5 separate regions of the Mus musculus genome follow, and all the other regions are linked to region 4. Evidence: chromatin contacts called from public HiChIP or PLAC-seq and promoter capture Hi-C data. All regions are on one chromosome and are shown on one strand. Each heading gives the region's core, a stretch centred on a gene start, on an enhancer-like site or on the middle of the called end of the contact. The rest is flanking DNA. Distances are from core to core; before and after follow the strand shown. Region 1 has its middle 15 kb from the start of Chchd7. Region 2 holds the start of Rab2a (RAB2A, member RAS oncogene family). Region 3 has its middle 20 kb from the start of Gm8273. Region 4 holds the start of Nsmaf (neutral sphingomyelinase (N-SMase) activation associated factor). Region 5 holds the start of Chd7 (chromodomain helicase DNA binding protein 7).

The links. Promoter capture Hi-C pulls out the DNA fragments that hold promoters and counts their contacts. HiChIP or PLAC-seq counts read pairs in DNA pulled down with a chosen protein or histone mark. Capture Hi-C pulls out chosen DNA fragments and counts their contacts.
Region 1: a promoter capture Hi-C map of liver shows a contact between it and region 4, with 2.9 times the contacts expected there. The contact joins the enhancer-like site here to the promoter of Nsmaf in region 4. A contact is called at or near these places in 12 of 39 promoter capture datasets (the 3T3-L1 cell line, 3T3-L1-derived adipocytes, the C10 cell line and 8 more), 5 of 115 datasets of contacts at active chromatin or transcription factors (astrocytes, embryonic forebrain, embryonic stem cells and 2 more) and 2 of 9 other capture datasets (adipose tissue and liver).
Region 2: a promoter capture Hi-C map of liver shows a contact between it and region 4, with 4 times the contacts expected there. The contact joins the promoter of Rab2a here to the promoter of Nsmaf in region 4. A contact is called at or near these places in 7 of 39 promoter capture datasets (the 3T3-L1 cell line, the C10 cell line, cranial neural crest and 3 more), 3 of 484 Hi-C or Micro-C datasets (CD4 T cells, CD8 T cells and pre-B cells), 5 of 115 datasets of contacts at active chromatin or transcription factors (astrocytes, extraembryonic endoderm stem cells, large pre-B cells and 2 more) and 3 of 9 other capture datasets (adipose tissue, embryonic stem cells and liver).
Region 3: a contact with region 4 is called in a promoter capture Hi-C map of liver, with 2.6 times the contacts expected there. The contact joins the enhancer-like site here to the promoter of Nsmaf in region 4. A contact is called at or near these places in 4 of 39 promoter capture datasets (hippocampal neurons, liver and pre-B cells).
Region 5: an H3K27ac HiChIP or PLAC-seq map of large pre-B cells shows a contact between it and region 4, with 6 times the contacts expected there. The contact joins the promoter of Chd7 here to the promoter of Nsmaf in region 4. A contact is called at or near these places in 2 of 39 promoter capture datasets (both in liver), 1 of 115 datasets of contacts at active chromatin or transcription factors (large pre-B cells) and 1 of 9 other capture datasets (embryonic stem cells).

What each region holds. Positions count from the first base shown.
Region 1 is chr4:3,952,820-3,955,632 of GRCm38.p6, reverse strand. No RefSeq gene overlaps it. Among named protein-coding and RNA genes, the nearest start is that of Chchd7, 15 kb to the right of the region's middle. Within about 2 kb of position 1,547, at least 78 of the 459 cell types and tissues checked have an H3K27ac peak or open chromatin away from gene starts, as enhancers often do. A contact at or near this core is called in the HPC-7 cell line, hematopoietic stem and progenitor cells, liver and 1 more, where this site is marked.
Region 2 is chr4:8,534,249-8,537,098 of GRCm38.p6, reverse strand. Rab2a (RAB2A, member RAS oncogene family) reads right to left here and starts at 1,455. Exons shown (of 8, transcript NM_021518.3): 1 at 1,191-1,455. The coding sequence starts at 1,236.
Region 3 is chr4:8,665,972-8,668,708 of GRCm38.p6, reverse strand. No RefSeq gene overlaps it. Among named protein-coding and RNA genes, the nearest start is that of Gm8273, 20 kb to the right of the region's middle. Within about 2 kb of position 1,283, at least 126 of the 459 cell types and tissues checked have an H3K27ac peak or open chromatin away from gene starts, as enhancers often do. A contact at or near this core is called in liver, where this site is marked.
Region 4 is chr4:6,452,856-6,455,555 of GRCm38.p6, reverse strand. Nsmaf (neutral sphingomyelinase (N-SMase) activation associated factor) reads left to right here and starts at 1,285. Exons shown (of 31, transcript NM_010945.2): 1 at 1,285-1,571. The coding sequence starts at 1,513.
Region 5 is chr4:8,689,069-8,691,828 of GRCm38.p6, reverse strand. Chd7 (chromodomain helicase DNA binding protein 7) reads right to left here and starts at 1,423. Exons shown (of 38, transcript NM_001277149.1): 1 at 1,054-1,423.

The sequences.
Region 1 (2,813 bases), core at 298-2,797, 2.5 Mb after region 4:
CAAAAGTGTAAGGACTTAAGTTTGATCCCAAGAACTCAAATAAGATGCCAAATGCAGTAACACACTAGAAAGGCAGCAACAAGAGAATTTCTGAAGGTCACTAGACAGCCAATTTAGCTAACAGATAAGCTTCAGGACTATGAGAGACTCTGTCTCACAGAAGGTAGTGTTCCTGAGGCTGACCTAGCCTACACACACACACGCACACACACACACACACACACACACACACACACACACACACACACAGAGCTAGAAGTAAAACAGGATTATAAACTTAGCCACACCTCCAACCACTGAAGGTGTAATTCCCTCACGAACATTCCTTCCCCTCTCAGCTTTCCACACCTTCTCATGCATCCCCCCAGTGCAAAGTTTTAAATGAGCAGGAAATAAAATTGGAGACAGAAGAGGTAACTGAATGAGGCAGTCACCCACACACTCATCTTAGGGAATGCCAGGAGGCTACACAAGATTGGAGGCGAACAGACCCATGACTGCGCTGTGGCAGAAGAAAGCTGGTGTGAGTTTTTGGTGGTGATGATAATAATATAGTTTGTTTTTCCCAGGAGGTGGAGAACTGTGGTCTATTTGGGTTGTGAAAGACACTCTTCACAGTGAGAATCCTCTGCTGAAGTCATCATGGGATTGGAATGCTGTTCCACAAGGACATGTATATTGAAGTGAATGAAACAGACAGGGATGACACTGGTTGCCAAGTGTAGCCTATAAACTGAAAACACCCTCCAGGATCTGCAGCGTCCCAAGGAACTTCCTCTTCAGAAGTCGTTACTACAAGAAAAGGGCAAACCAACACGTTTATCCAGGAGGAAAAATACATCTTCTACTTGGCTGTGATCCAGGCTTCTTGCCTTATTCTTTCTTGCTATTTTGTGGCATAGAGTACTTTGTCATCTCTCACTAAAGTCACCTCTCATAGCTTTTGCAGTAGTAGAGGGTAAGGCAAGAATGATGGGTGCAAAGTACTATACATTTTTTGAAAGATTTTCTAGAGTGGATGAAAAGGGTGAACCCACTACAATATTTAGAATATTCTTAATGTGTAACTTTCTCCCAGAGTATGCAGCTCTCATTCACTTTAACAATCTCTGATTTACAAACTTGGTAAGTACGAATTGGTGAAATAAATGAGAATTTGGATAATAGCTGCAATTATGAGGTTTGGAAAACAGAATAGACACTAAGAAATAGGGTCAGCCTGGAGCACAGAGGAAGAAAACTGGCAACTTTGTCTACTGAGCAGGTCACTTGAATGCACTAAGGCTCAGTCTTACATCTGCAAACCAGGAAGGCTGACTTCTCAGAGCACATGCAACTTTCAGTGTAATTAATTATGTTTCTGAGAGTGTTTTACGAAGTGAAAATGAAAGTATGAAGTATCACAGTCGTCTCTGCCTTTGCACTTTCCAGAAGTACAGAGCACTGCAAGGATACAATGAGCTATACCATCACATAATCCCAGAGTCAAGGAGACCTGTACTCCATGCTGCATTATGGAAATGTGAACCTTGTGTAGAAAGTTCAAGTTTCAGGAAGAGTAGATGAGGCTAGACTAGGCAGAGTCAGAGGAAGTGAGAGGAGGTTCTCTGAAGGGAATGAAGGACTGATTGAAAAGTGGAGTGGAGGGAAGGGAGGAGAGAGTAGGGAGAATTCTAGTTGGTAGCAGAACAGTCTAAGCAACAGTCAGCTTCTTTATGTAAATTGTGCCCTAAGCATTGGTGGGGAGGGGGGAGTACTGTTTATTCTCACTTCCATCTAGCTCCTTTTGAAATCTTCAGTTGCTGCCCAGTGGACTCTTGTATGCTTCTCTTGCTTACTGATGATTTCAGATGGGGATGAAGAAACTAGGACAGTGGTAGTCCAGGAGTAAAAACTCTCAGGAGACAGCAATATGGACCAAATGGTAGAACAATAAGAGGGAAGGTGTGGAAAGGGGCACTTTGTTTGGTTTCAGACAGCCTTTTCCTGCAGATGCAAGAGAGTGTTATCTTTTATAGTTGGGGTTTTTGAAAGGACTAGGTGGCTGGCCTAAAGTTCACTGTGGCTTTTAGTGATGAATAATCCAGTCTCAATACACGCCTCTCAAATATCAGTATCTACCCACCCAACTCATGGGTTTCTTTATGGTCACTATAACCAATTTTTTAAATTATAATTTCAAAACACAGAAGATGCTTAAGGGTGAAACAATTCATTCAGATGATCCAGATAATAGGGCGCAGAGCCAAAACTCACATAAACACAATGCTCTTTTCACACTTTGCCATGTAATACTTATGTTATTAATCAGGACATTTGGCTTTTTACTTTCATTGTGGCTGTTTCAGAAGCCAGCATAGCCATCTTTGCCCAGTTACCCTGCACCTGGTTGAATTACCCTCTCATTCTGTCATTTTCTGTTCTTCCCTTTGTTTGAATTTGCTTGTAGCTTGCCCTCTTTCCTACCAGTACCCAGGTATGTGCTTTGAAATGACCCTTACTTTCTTTATTTCTTTAAGAAAACTCTCAGGACTTGAATGAGAAATCCAAGTGGTCTCAAACAGGAGATGCTGAGTGGGTAGACTTAGGTGATCTTTGTAGACTGATCATTTTACAGTCCAGTGTGTGCTAAACAAGCACTCCACCACTGAAGCCCCAAGTAGTTCAGTCCCCAAAATAGTCTTTTTTAAAATGTGATTTCACAGTTTTTTCTAAAGGAAGGTGCATATCCAGTGCATACCTACCATCTCACTGTGTGATAGCACCATCCAGCTCTTACAAGGAAAACTAGCCATTTGTTGAGAACTCCTACA
Region 2 (2,850 bases), core at 206-2,705, 2.1 Mb before region 4:
AGAAAACCATCCAGTTTCCTTACACACACACACACACACACACACACACACGGCTGAAAAACTGTATTAACTGCAGGAAGTTTGTGTTAGGTAGCAATCAACATACTTCCAGAGTTACTTATAGAACCTGCTACATCATAGGGCAACCTCAAGATGCTTCTACATTTACAAAGTTGTGTAAGGGGTCCAGGTTGTGCAACACTCACCACTGAAATCAGACTCTAGTGTATTAATAGTTTTAACACCTAAATAAGCTTTACGTTTATTATTAGATTCGAAATATGGCCCAAATCGCAGGTATTCAAAGTATTTCATGAACAGCTTGCTTATTTGCTTCAGAAACTTATGAGGATGCTATTTTTAAGTGGGAACTTTTTTTTCCTTTTTTTTTTTGCTACAAATGTACACGAGGTCACCTGAAAATTAACAGTTGTGATCCTGGACTTGACAAAACCGAAAAAAAAGAAAAAAAAATCAGTAGTAAGTCAGCATACCCACAGTATGCTCACACCCAGCCCACTGACCTGCCTTGCATTACTATCAAGTCAAATAATGCCAGCATACACGTGGCAAAAGTCGCCAGAGCTCAATGGTGCTTTAATGATCCCGAGAAGAATTGCCCTGCCATCGAGTCATGTGATCTCACTTATTCGGACTTGGAGATTGAGGATATTTCCAAAAAAATTTAGGTTTTTTTCTTTTCCTTTTTTAATTTTTTTTTTTCCTCCCCAAAAGGCTGTCCCACTTCAGGGTGCGCCTTGCCAGGGCCTAGACGGAAGCGTGCAGGTCGGGGAGGTGGGACCAGGGAGAAAAATCTGGACCGGGGCCCGTCACGCTCCAATTCGTTCGACTTCCCTCTCTCTCCCCGGGCCGCGGAGACAGTCGAGGCGGGGGCCCCCCGGGGACGGCCGTGCTGCTGTCACACTCTCCGGGAAGTGGCAAACGGCTGCCGCGGGCCTGGCTGCAGCGGGCCCGGGCGGAGCAGGGAAGGAAGGCCCAGGCAGGCCGCGGCCGCTCGCAGCGCCCACGTCACCAGCGCCAGCACTGCGGAAATGGAGCGGCGGCCAGGGGACCGAGGGAGGATGGGAGGAAGGGAGGCGCTGCGCCCCCGACCCGCGCCGCTCGGCGCCGCCGCCGCCGTTTGCCCCGCCTGCCCGCCCCGGTCGCCCCCGGCCCGCCGCCGGCCTCACCTGTGTCGCCGATGATGATGTACTTGAAGAGATAGGCGTACGCCATGGCCGCGGCCGCTCCGTGCCAGGCTCACGGCTCCTCCTCCCGCTGTGCGCCTCCTCCGCGCCCTCACCGGCGCCGCTCGGCCGCGAACCCGGGCCCCGCCCGCCGTCGGTCGCCGTCAGAGCCAGCAGCAAAGGCCGAGGGGCAGCGGGACGAACTGACAGCGCCGAGCGCGGAGCACAGCGGCCCAGCCCTTCGGAACAATAACAGCCGCGGCGCCTCCGCCCCGCCTCCGCGCCGACCCGGAAGTGCTGCCGCCGCCTGCGCCGCCGGAGGAGAGGGGAGGAGCCGCGGCCGCGCCCTCCGGTCGGAGTCCCGCCTACCCCGGAGCCCCGCCTACCAGGCCGGGGCTCGGGGAGTCGCGAGGAAACGGAGCCTGCTAGGTTCAGTCGCCGCCCTCTCTCTCTCTCTGTGTGTGTGTGTGTGTGTGTGTGTGTGTGTGTGTGTGTGTGTGTGTGTGTGTAATCGTGGTATGTCCCTATAATGCTGTTATGTCGCTCTTAAAAAGATGTAAAAAAAAACCCAACTGTATAAATATTGAAGTAAATATACATTTGCATGCTGTTTATCAGACCAGGATTCTAAGTGCAATGTTGTGTATAGGTGTAATGTGTACAATATATGGCTTAATCATGTTTTGTGTATGTATTGTACGAAAAACTGAAATAAATACAGAAGCAACATGAAAGGAAATACCTGGTATGACATGATGGAATTAGTAAAAAACATATGTGTGTGCATGCAGTTTGAAGGTACTTTTGCCTTTGAATATATTCTGTATATATTGCCAGTGCTGCCAACTAGAGGCAAACCCAGTTCTTTAAAAGCCCAGATTTTAAAGAAGGTGGAGGACAGAGTTAGTTTACTATCTGAAACAGTTTTCTAGAGAGCCCACTTACAAGAAAGTGACTATCAAAAGGACAAAGGTTACTACAAGTAAGCCATGCATTTATAATCTCAGCACTTGGGAGATAGAGGCAGGAGGATCAGGAATTCTGGGTCATTCTTTACAACACTGAGGGGTCAAGCATGAGACCCTATCTAAAAAAAAGTGTGTCCCCAAAATGTACAGATAAAAGCACTTGCCATGCAAGCCTGTCTTGAGTTCATTCTCTGGAAACCACAATAGAAGGAGAAACACACACACAAAGTGAGAGAGACAGAGAAACAGAGAGAATATAGCAGAATGATGTTCGTGGATCTGTTCAGGAAATTTAAGAGTTGTGTAAGGAAGCTGATTTAATGCTTCCATCTCTCTTCTGTTGCTGGAGGAGGAATGAGTGGGCTTTTGTGGCTTTCGTGGCCAGCCTCCTGCTGACTGTCATCCCTTCCCTTGGGAATCAACCATTCTGTGATTATAGTTGATGGTACCATGCTAGGATGACTGAAGTTGGTTGCTACTTCATTTGCACAACTGACAAGCAGGACCTCACTAGGTTTTTCTTCATTACTAGGGAGGTGGTTTGCTAAAGGCTCAGGAACTTGATGTGAAAAGCAACTGAAAAAAATGGGGTTCACTGGTCTTTGGGACCTTCCCCGGGTGCTTCAGGCTTGAGGCTGTTTTGCCTAAGGGACTTCACTCAAGTCATCTTTTCTGGGTGTCTGTTCAGAAACTCG
Region 3 (2,737 bases), core at 34-2,533, 2.2 Mb before region 4:
TTTTTTTTGACATTATTCTCAAAGAAGCCCAGACGGGTTGTGAACTTGAAATCTTCCTTTACAGTCTCCTCTCTCCAAGATAGTATCTATCTATCCCTCCCTCCCTTCCTCCCTTTCTCCCTCCAGTTGCAGGTGACCAAACCCAGGGCCTTCCTGCACTTGACCGGTAGGTATATTTACATCAGTGTCACCACAAATACAAGAGTGATATAATGTGCTAAGACTTTTAGGGTGGCTATGACATTATAGGTATCAGGGTTCTCTCAGCTCCATTTTGATCTTATAAGACCAGGTGCTGTTTGGTGATGGCTGGATTGTCATGCACACATAACTATGCTTAAAGCCGAACTGACGTGACCTCTGGGACTTGCATTAACAGTGTGAAGAAATGGTGGAGCACAGACAAGAGAGGCCATACATTGATGTATGTTGGACTTATAATACCCAGGGAGGGAGGCAACACTGCACATTTCTTTCTACTTTTGTGTATGTTCTGTTTCGTTATAAAAAGTTCATGAGGCCATTTGAAAGTCCAGTACTTCCCTATGTGGCGAGACAGTGCAGACATGGGTCCTGAGGAAGGCTGTTGGTGAAGCCCAGAGCATCTGAACGACCATCTTCTTGAAGAGGAGCAGGAAGCTTTTCTGATGAAACTTCACGGTGCTGGGGTTGTGTCTAGCTGTGGCCTACTAACTTTGTCACCTTGAGCTCATCTCTTACCTCCAAAGAACTCCAAGGCCAGCATCCTCCATCCTTACCTACCTGTGAGGCAGAGATAGTAATTGTGCCAACCGTATAGAACTCATTGTGCCAAAGGAAGCCATGCACAAACCCACCATGCTCCACCCAAGACAAAGTTAAATGTCCAATGGCAGTGTGGGTGTTTTATTTCCCAACAGAATGGTCACAAGAAATAAGGACATAGAGCCAGGTATGGTGGTGCTTACCTTTAATTTCAGCACCCTGGAGGCAGAGGCAAATGTTTGTGAGTTCCAGGCCAGCCCGATCTATAAAGTGAGTTCCAGGATAGTGAGTTCCTTTTTTCCTGTCTAAAAAAGTAGAAAAAAAGAAAGAAAGAAAGAAAGAAAGAAAGAAAGAAAGAAAGAAAGGAAGGAAGAAAGGAAAAGAGAAAGGAAAAAAGAAAGGAAGGAAGGAAGGAAGGAAGGAAGGAAGGAAGGAAGGAAGGAAGGAAGGAAGGAGAAATGAGGACAGGTCTAGAGTGTATAGTGCGACAGAAAACTATTGGAAGTGGCAATGGTGCCCCGGTGGAATGGAGGAATCTAAGGTCTTTGTCCACTGAGGTCATCTGGAGGTCAATGATGACATCATCATGTTCGGCTCATGATGATGTGTAGAATGCAACCAGAGAACAGATAATTAAGCAAGAAGCGCCAGTGGCAACGGGAACAGTGGAAGCTGTGTGCTTCCTTATTTGGATACGAGGAACTTGGGCAGCGAAGACAAGGGAGCCCTTTTGCAGAAGGATGGGAGTTGAGGGGCAGGAGACACTGTCCTCAGCTAGGTAGAGATGGGAGATGTCCAGCAGCCTGCTCCAAAACTCTGGGAGATTGGAAAAAAAAAATCCAGAGAGAGTTAAGGAAGGGAGCTGGGTTTCTGAGGTCTTGGTGGAAGGTGTCTGATGTTAGAATCAGCTTCATACAACAAGGATGGCCAGAGCAGCACAGGGTGGGCCCCCTTAGTGTCAAACGGGCAGGCAGGTGGCAGTCTATACCCTCTGTACTGTTGAGAAGAATGTTCTGTGGCCTTTGAAGTCACCTCCTTTATGTGACAGGAAAAGGGTGAGAATTAATCGCTTCTCTGAGTGGGCCGTGGTGGAATAGAGCCCCCCAGCTGCTGGAGGTGGAACTGCAGCTGTCTGATACTAGCGCTGGAAGAGAGCCCAGCCCCCAAAGCTAAGGGGAGACACAGCTCAAAGAAAACACAGCCTGCGACAGGCAGAGGCCCCATGGAGTGCTAGAACGGGAAACATTTTTTGTAAACACTGTTCTCTTCTCTCTACTCATCGCCTTTATTTCCACTCTACCTCATACCATGTCTGTCTCATCCTGATGTTAAGGCCAAAGAGCCGGTTAAGACAGGAAAACCTGTATCTGGAAACGTATTCACCTGCTTTGTGCTAAAATGCTCCAGAAGTATGGAGCGTGGCCTTCTGATAAGGGTAAGAGTTGGGAAGGATACATTGAAATCTACATTTGCCTACCCCACCCCTGTGCCTGCCCCTCTTTTCCTCTGCCCCTCCCTGAAAACCGAAGAAAAACATGCATGCTAATTGAACCCTCTGAGCTACACCCCCCACTCTTTTTACTTCTTAATATTTTGAGACATCTCACTAAGTTGCCAAGGCAGGTGTTGAATTTTGACTTTTAGTGTCTTAGCTTCCCCTCTATCACAGATCTGGAATTAAGACATGGCATAGGGACTCATTTGAAAAGCACTCTTGGGGCTGGAGAGATGGCTTAGAGGTTGGCTAAGCCATCTGAACTGACTGCTCTTCCAGAGGTCTTGAGTTCAGTTCCCAGCAACCACATGGTGGCTCATATCCATCTTAATGGGATCTGATACCCAATTCTAACGTGTCTGAAGACAGCGACAGTGTACTCATATACATAAAATAAATAATTCTTAAAAAAAAAAAACCAAAGCCCACTCGAGCCTTGAATTTGTGTGGGGCTGGGATACATTGTTTTTCTGCCAAGGCTTAGTGAGGCTGTATCTA
Region 4 (2,700 bases), core at 36-2,535:
CTATTTTTTAATTACTTTATTCCAGCCAAATTAATTTCTCTCCTTTGAGTCCATAGCATCTACTATACTATTTGCCACACAGAAAATTTTCAGATGGTATCTTAGCCATTCTCATAATCTTATGTCATTGTGCACACATGCACACAAGCTCGTTCCCAAGGACCATTAGGGTAGTTACAGAGTCTGTGCAGCACTCGGATAAAAGGAAGAGATTCACTGACATAGGGTACTCAGGTCTCTTCAGTTATGACTTCCGATCTTCCCCCACATGCTGCCAGTGATGAAGGACAGCTAATTGTTGCCATTGTTGTGCTTTTTTTTCAACCCTGCAGAACTTGATTCTTAAGCCAACACTAGGAGTGTTTCAACACACACAACTTAGAGGCTTGTTATTTGAGAGTCCCTTAAAGGTAAGCAATATCCAGCGTATTCTCAGGGTATTGAGAAATCATAACCCCAATGAAATACGAGTCATAGTTGGCAGGACAGAATATAAAAGGTAAGTATTGTTGAAGGTAAGAACCTTTCTTTACTGCTAGTGGGAGTTAAATGGATACTTTGAAAGCACAGTAGCAGACTTTCAGAGTTCACAGATGGACTTATTAAAACAGTCTAGAAACTCCACCCTTTGATTTCGACTTCACTCAACAGAAATGAAAGCATTTACACACATAAACGGGTACGTGAATGCTTATAGCCAAAAGGTGGGAACACTGCTGTGCCTGGCAACTGTTGAATATATTAACAGGAATGCAGTGTGTGATACAATGGAATACACTTCCGTGATAAAAAGGAATAGAATGTTGACTTGTGCTATACCTCAGACGAACCTTGGAAGCATTGTGCTAAATGAAAGAAATCAGACACAAAGACCACATATTGTATGGATGTTTTTATTCTAGATGTCCAGGCTAGGCAAATTCACAGAGACAGAAAGTTAAGTACTGTTTTCTAGGGCAAAGGTTTGTGGAGATGCACCTAGGAGTAGTGATTGCTAAAAGGTAAAGGTTTCTTTTTGAGATAGTAAAAATATCCCATCACTGTGATAATAGTTGCAACCTAAATATGAATATTACTAAGAACCGCTACACCATACACGGGCGAAAAAAATAAAATAAAATCCCATCGATTATTTATTTCAAAGACTGAAATTTGGGACTAAACATCCAAAAACCTTGTTATTTCAAATCCCCGCCGCCAACGAACTGGGGGGCTCCCGGGCAGGTCTCAGGCTCACGTGGGAGGTATCCTCGCCGCAGCAGCGCTGCAGAGGTTAGTCGGGGCAGTGTAGGACGCGGCTCCCGCGGCCTCAGGTCACTGCGCGCCCCTCCTCCGGGCCTGAGTCACGGCGTCGCCCGAGTCCCCACGCGAGGATGCTGCGGTGAGCGCCGTCCGGACGCCGCGGGCCCTGGGGCGCAGCGTGGGGCTCCCGGCCGCCCGCCCGCCTGCCCGCCCGGTGCGGCCGCTCGGGACTGCTCGGGACAGTCGGCGGCCTGCGAGCCCTGGGCCTCCATGGCGTTCACCCGGAAGAGGCAGCGCGAGCAGCAGCTGCAGCTCTACTCCAAGGAGAGGTGCGCGGGGCGGGAGGCCGGGCCGGGCGGCAGCCGGGGACTCTCCTGCAGGCCGCGGCCGCCTCCGGGGCCGCAGAGCCGCGCGCGGGTGGGCCCGGCTGGCGGGGGCGCCTGGGGACGCGAAGGCAGGGCGGTCCCCGCGCCCGCCCGCCCGCCGTCCCACGCCGGCGTCTCCCCACCGACCCTCCGCGCCCTGCATGGGAGGCTGTTGGGGAAGCGCGTGCGGCGGGGCGGCCGCGGTCAGCCGCGGCCCAGGGAGGACGTGGGTAGAGCTCCGGCCTCCCTCAGATCCCGTCCCCGCACAGGAAAGCGCACTTCCGCCCCGTGGGTCCCTCCCAGGGCGGTTGGTTTTGTGACCCAGCTGTGGTTCCAGCGGGAACGCGGGCTACATTTTTGTTTGTTTGTTTTGAGATGCGGGTTTGTCTGTGGGAGCCGGGATCCGACGGTCACGTTGTTGCTGAGTGGATCCAGCGAAGCAGGCTATGCCAGGAAATGCAGGTGCAGCTTTTATTCTGGGTGCTCTGCGGAGGCTTCACCTGTAGCTATTGCTCAACCCGCCCTCTTCCCCAAGCCCCGCATCTCTCTCTAAGATGTAGTGGGCTGGCAGGGTGGTCCGCGCTGAAATTACCTTTCCACCTCCGGAATTTAAATGGAATTTCTTTGTCTGGCACCCGACGACTTGTTAAGACTTGTTGGTGCTCTGTGTTACATTGAAGAGCATTCAGATTAACATTTGAAATGTTTTAAACGCGTGGCCTGTCATGTTTCTAGGACTTAGTCATTTGTAACAATCCTGTGATAAACAGCGAAATCGGACAGGGGGTGTTTTGTCGTAGATTCTGACTTATTTTAATCGTCTTACGCTGCTCTGTAATGTTAGAGGAACTCGCTGCCCCGGTTATTTCCAGCAAATGCTGGTTTGTTTACATATTATGTACATATGTTCACAGTACTCCAAGGTAGGAGTGCTCCCAGCCCAAACATTTATCAGCTGCCAGCATCAACTCTTCCCTACACTCAGCACCAGCAGCTGATTTCTACTTCCTGATCACCCCAAATTTTTATTTTGAACGTAAACCAAGCAGATTCTTTATAAATCATAGAATCCATTTTTAAAAAGGGGAACTTT
Region 5 (2,760 bases), core at 174-2,673, 2.2 Mb before region 4:
GCGGGGCCACCGCGTAACCCCGGCGCTCCGGGGCCACCTGGCGACCCCCGCCCCCGCCCGGACCCCCGACAGGCTGGGGGGAGGGGAGCGGGGACGCGAGTTGGGATCGCGGATTAAAGTCGCTATTATGCCGCCGCTGGCGGCCCGGCCAGCTCGGCAAGGTGGGGTCCCCCGGTCGCCCGCCCGCACTCGCCCCAGCCCGGCTCCCTTTCTTCTCGTCCTCGCGCACTTGGGAGCTGCCGGGGAGCCCCAGGAACCCCTAGCTGCGGGCTCGGAACTCTGCGACCGCCGCCGCCACCGGCTGGGCTCGGGACGCCCCCCGCGCCGCGTGTTCGCGCCACCCCCGCCCCCGCCCCACGCGGCGCCCCGCGCACTTTCCCTGCCGCCGACCCACCTCGCCCGTGGCCGTCCCCGCACGGGCTAGCGCCGCCGCGCCCGCAGGGACGCACTTTGTTCGCGCCGGTGCGGCCGCCGCTCCCGGCGAGCGCGGCGTGGTCGGGCCGGAGCGGGGGGCGGGGGCGAGGCGGGGGGCGCCGCCGTCCCCGAGCCCCGCGCTCAGCGCCCCGCGCCCGCGCGCCCGCCGCCGCTCGCGCCGGAGTTGGAACCCAACTTTTTCCTCCTTCCCTTTTCTCTCGAACGCAGCCGGCAACTCGTGCTCGGTGCCGGCGGGAGGAAACGCGCTCGCGCTCCCCAGAGCGCAGACACGCTCCCTCCTGTCCCCGTCCCCCCCGACGCCGGCAGCACAACAAAAAGCCATTTACATGCGAGGAAGTGACCCTCGGCCGCCCCGCGCGCCCCCGCCGCCGCCGGCCCCGCGGACGCAGGCAAAAGTTGGGGCGCGGGGCGGCGCTCGGGCCGCGGGTTCGGGCCCCGGCGGCAGCAACGCAGGCGACCGGGCGGGCGGCGCTACGCTCCTGCCGACCGCGGCCCCCGCGCACCTCTCCCCGCGCCCCGCACACGCCCAACTCCCCTCTCGCAACTCCGCGCGGCCGCGGCCCGGCACGGTTTCCTGCCGCCGCCCCTCCCGGGGGCGCCGGGGAAGTCTGCGCTCACCGGCTCGCTCCTTCGCTCGGGCTAGTCAGCCGCCGCGCGCCGTGGGGAACAAAACGCAGAGCGGCTCCGGAGTTGGCTCGGCGGCCGCGGCCGGGGGCTGATCCACGGACGCGGAGTTGGCCGCGCGCGGACGGGGCTCTGGCGAGTTGCGGGGTCTCCGGGTCCCCGGGCCGCCTCCTCCGCGGCGCTCCTTTGTGTAATTCCACTCGATTCAAGTTTAATCCGATAGTTCCCGAGCACGAGCGCGTCCGCACCACCACGGCTCAACCCCCGCGCCGCCGCCGCCACCGCTGCCGCCGCCGCCGCCGCCGCCGCCGCGGCCCCAGCACGCCAGCGCCTGCGCGCGCCCTGCACGCCGCGCGCACGAGCCTCCCGGGCCGCGCGCGCCCGCGGCCGGCTCTCTCCGCGGCGCGCCCGCGCCCGCGCGCCGCCACCTGACGTCAGGCGCGCCTGGCATAATTTATGCAAGAATTCGGCCGGGGTGGCGGAGGCCGCGGAGAGGCCGAGAGAAGGGGGCGGCGCGGCGCGGGCGGCCGCCCCTTCCCGTCCCGCCGGGCGCCGGCGCAGCGGGCGGGTGTCGGTCCCGGTGCGCGGCCGCCGCAGCCTCTCGGGCCGCCTGCTGCCAGCGCTCTCGCGCGGGTGCAGAGGGTGCCACGTTTCCGCGCAGCACCTTCCCGGAGCCGCGGTGCGCCGCCCTGGGGCAGGAAGCGGAGGCCCGGAGCCCGTAGTGACCCCCCGCCACCGCGAGGGGTGGCCAGCCCGGTGCGGACCGAGGAGGCTAGGGGTGTTTGGGTGTCTCTTCTGTAATTATCCTTCAACTTGAGATGATTTTCCCACACGAAATACCTAGGATGGACGCCTTTCCTTTCAAATAGATCCATCCCTGCCTCACCACTTGGCTTTAACTGACGTCCTCGGTGATAGGACAGCGGGATCTGCCACTAAATCAAAAAGTTTTAACTAGAGAGCATTGATTTTAGTTGAATTTGTTAGCATGCCAAAAAACGAAGGGATAGCGCAATGGTTATGAAACAAAGAAATAGGATGTGTGCCCATTTTTAAACGTGTCAGAACTGGAGTGTTTTCATCATTCCTTCGCCAATGTGGCACTAAATATCATCTTCCAGCTTTGAATAGCCGACCTTCTTGCCCATTTCTCTTTCCGGTACAAGATGAATATTAACCTTGAAGACATTTTTTAAATTAGTTTCCCTCTTGTGTAATAGATATTTAAACATTTACTAAGCATCTTTTGTGTGTGAAACACGGAGCAGATTTATAAACGGTCAACAATTGTAAACTCCAGTATGGTTTTATTAGGCTAAAGACTGCACTCACTTATAAATAAGGAAGGAGGTTATACAGCCAGCTATGACAGCTGTGTAAGTGCTATTGAACTCAAAAATCGTAGAGAAAAGGCAAAGCATGCTAATCTGGCCCACTGATGGTTGTACTACTACTGAGCTTAGAATCACACAGTTTTATATGGACAAATGACTTGCCAAAACTGCTTCATTTATACTGCAGCTTAATCAGTTAGACATCTATCTCCTAATAGAAATAGTTTTACTCTTTTTTTTAAAAAATTTTTTTACAATTGTTGCTTATTTAAGTGCATTGATTCTGGTTTTCTTTCGCCATAAGTTGGATTTCTAAAAGAAACATAGTCATCAAATAGTTTACAGATAATCAGAAGAAAACATTAAC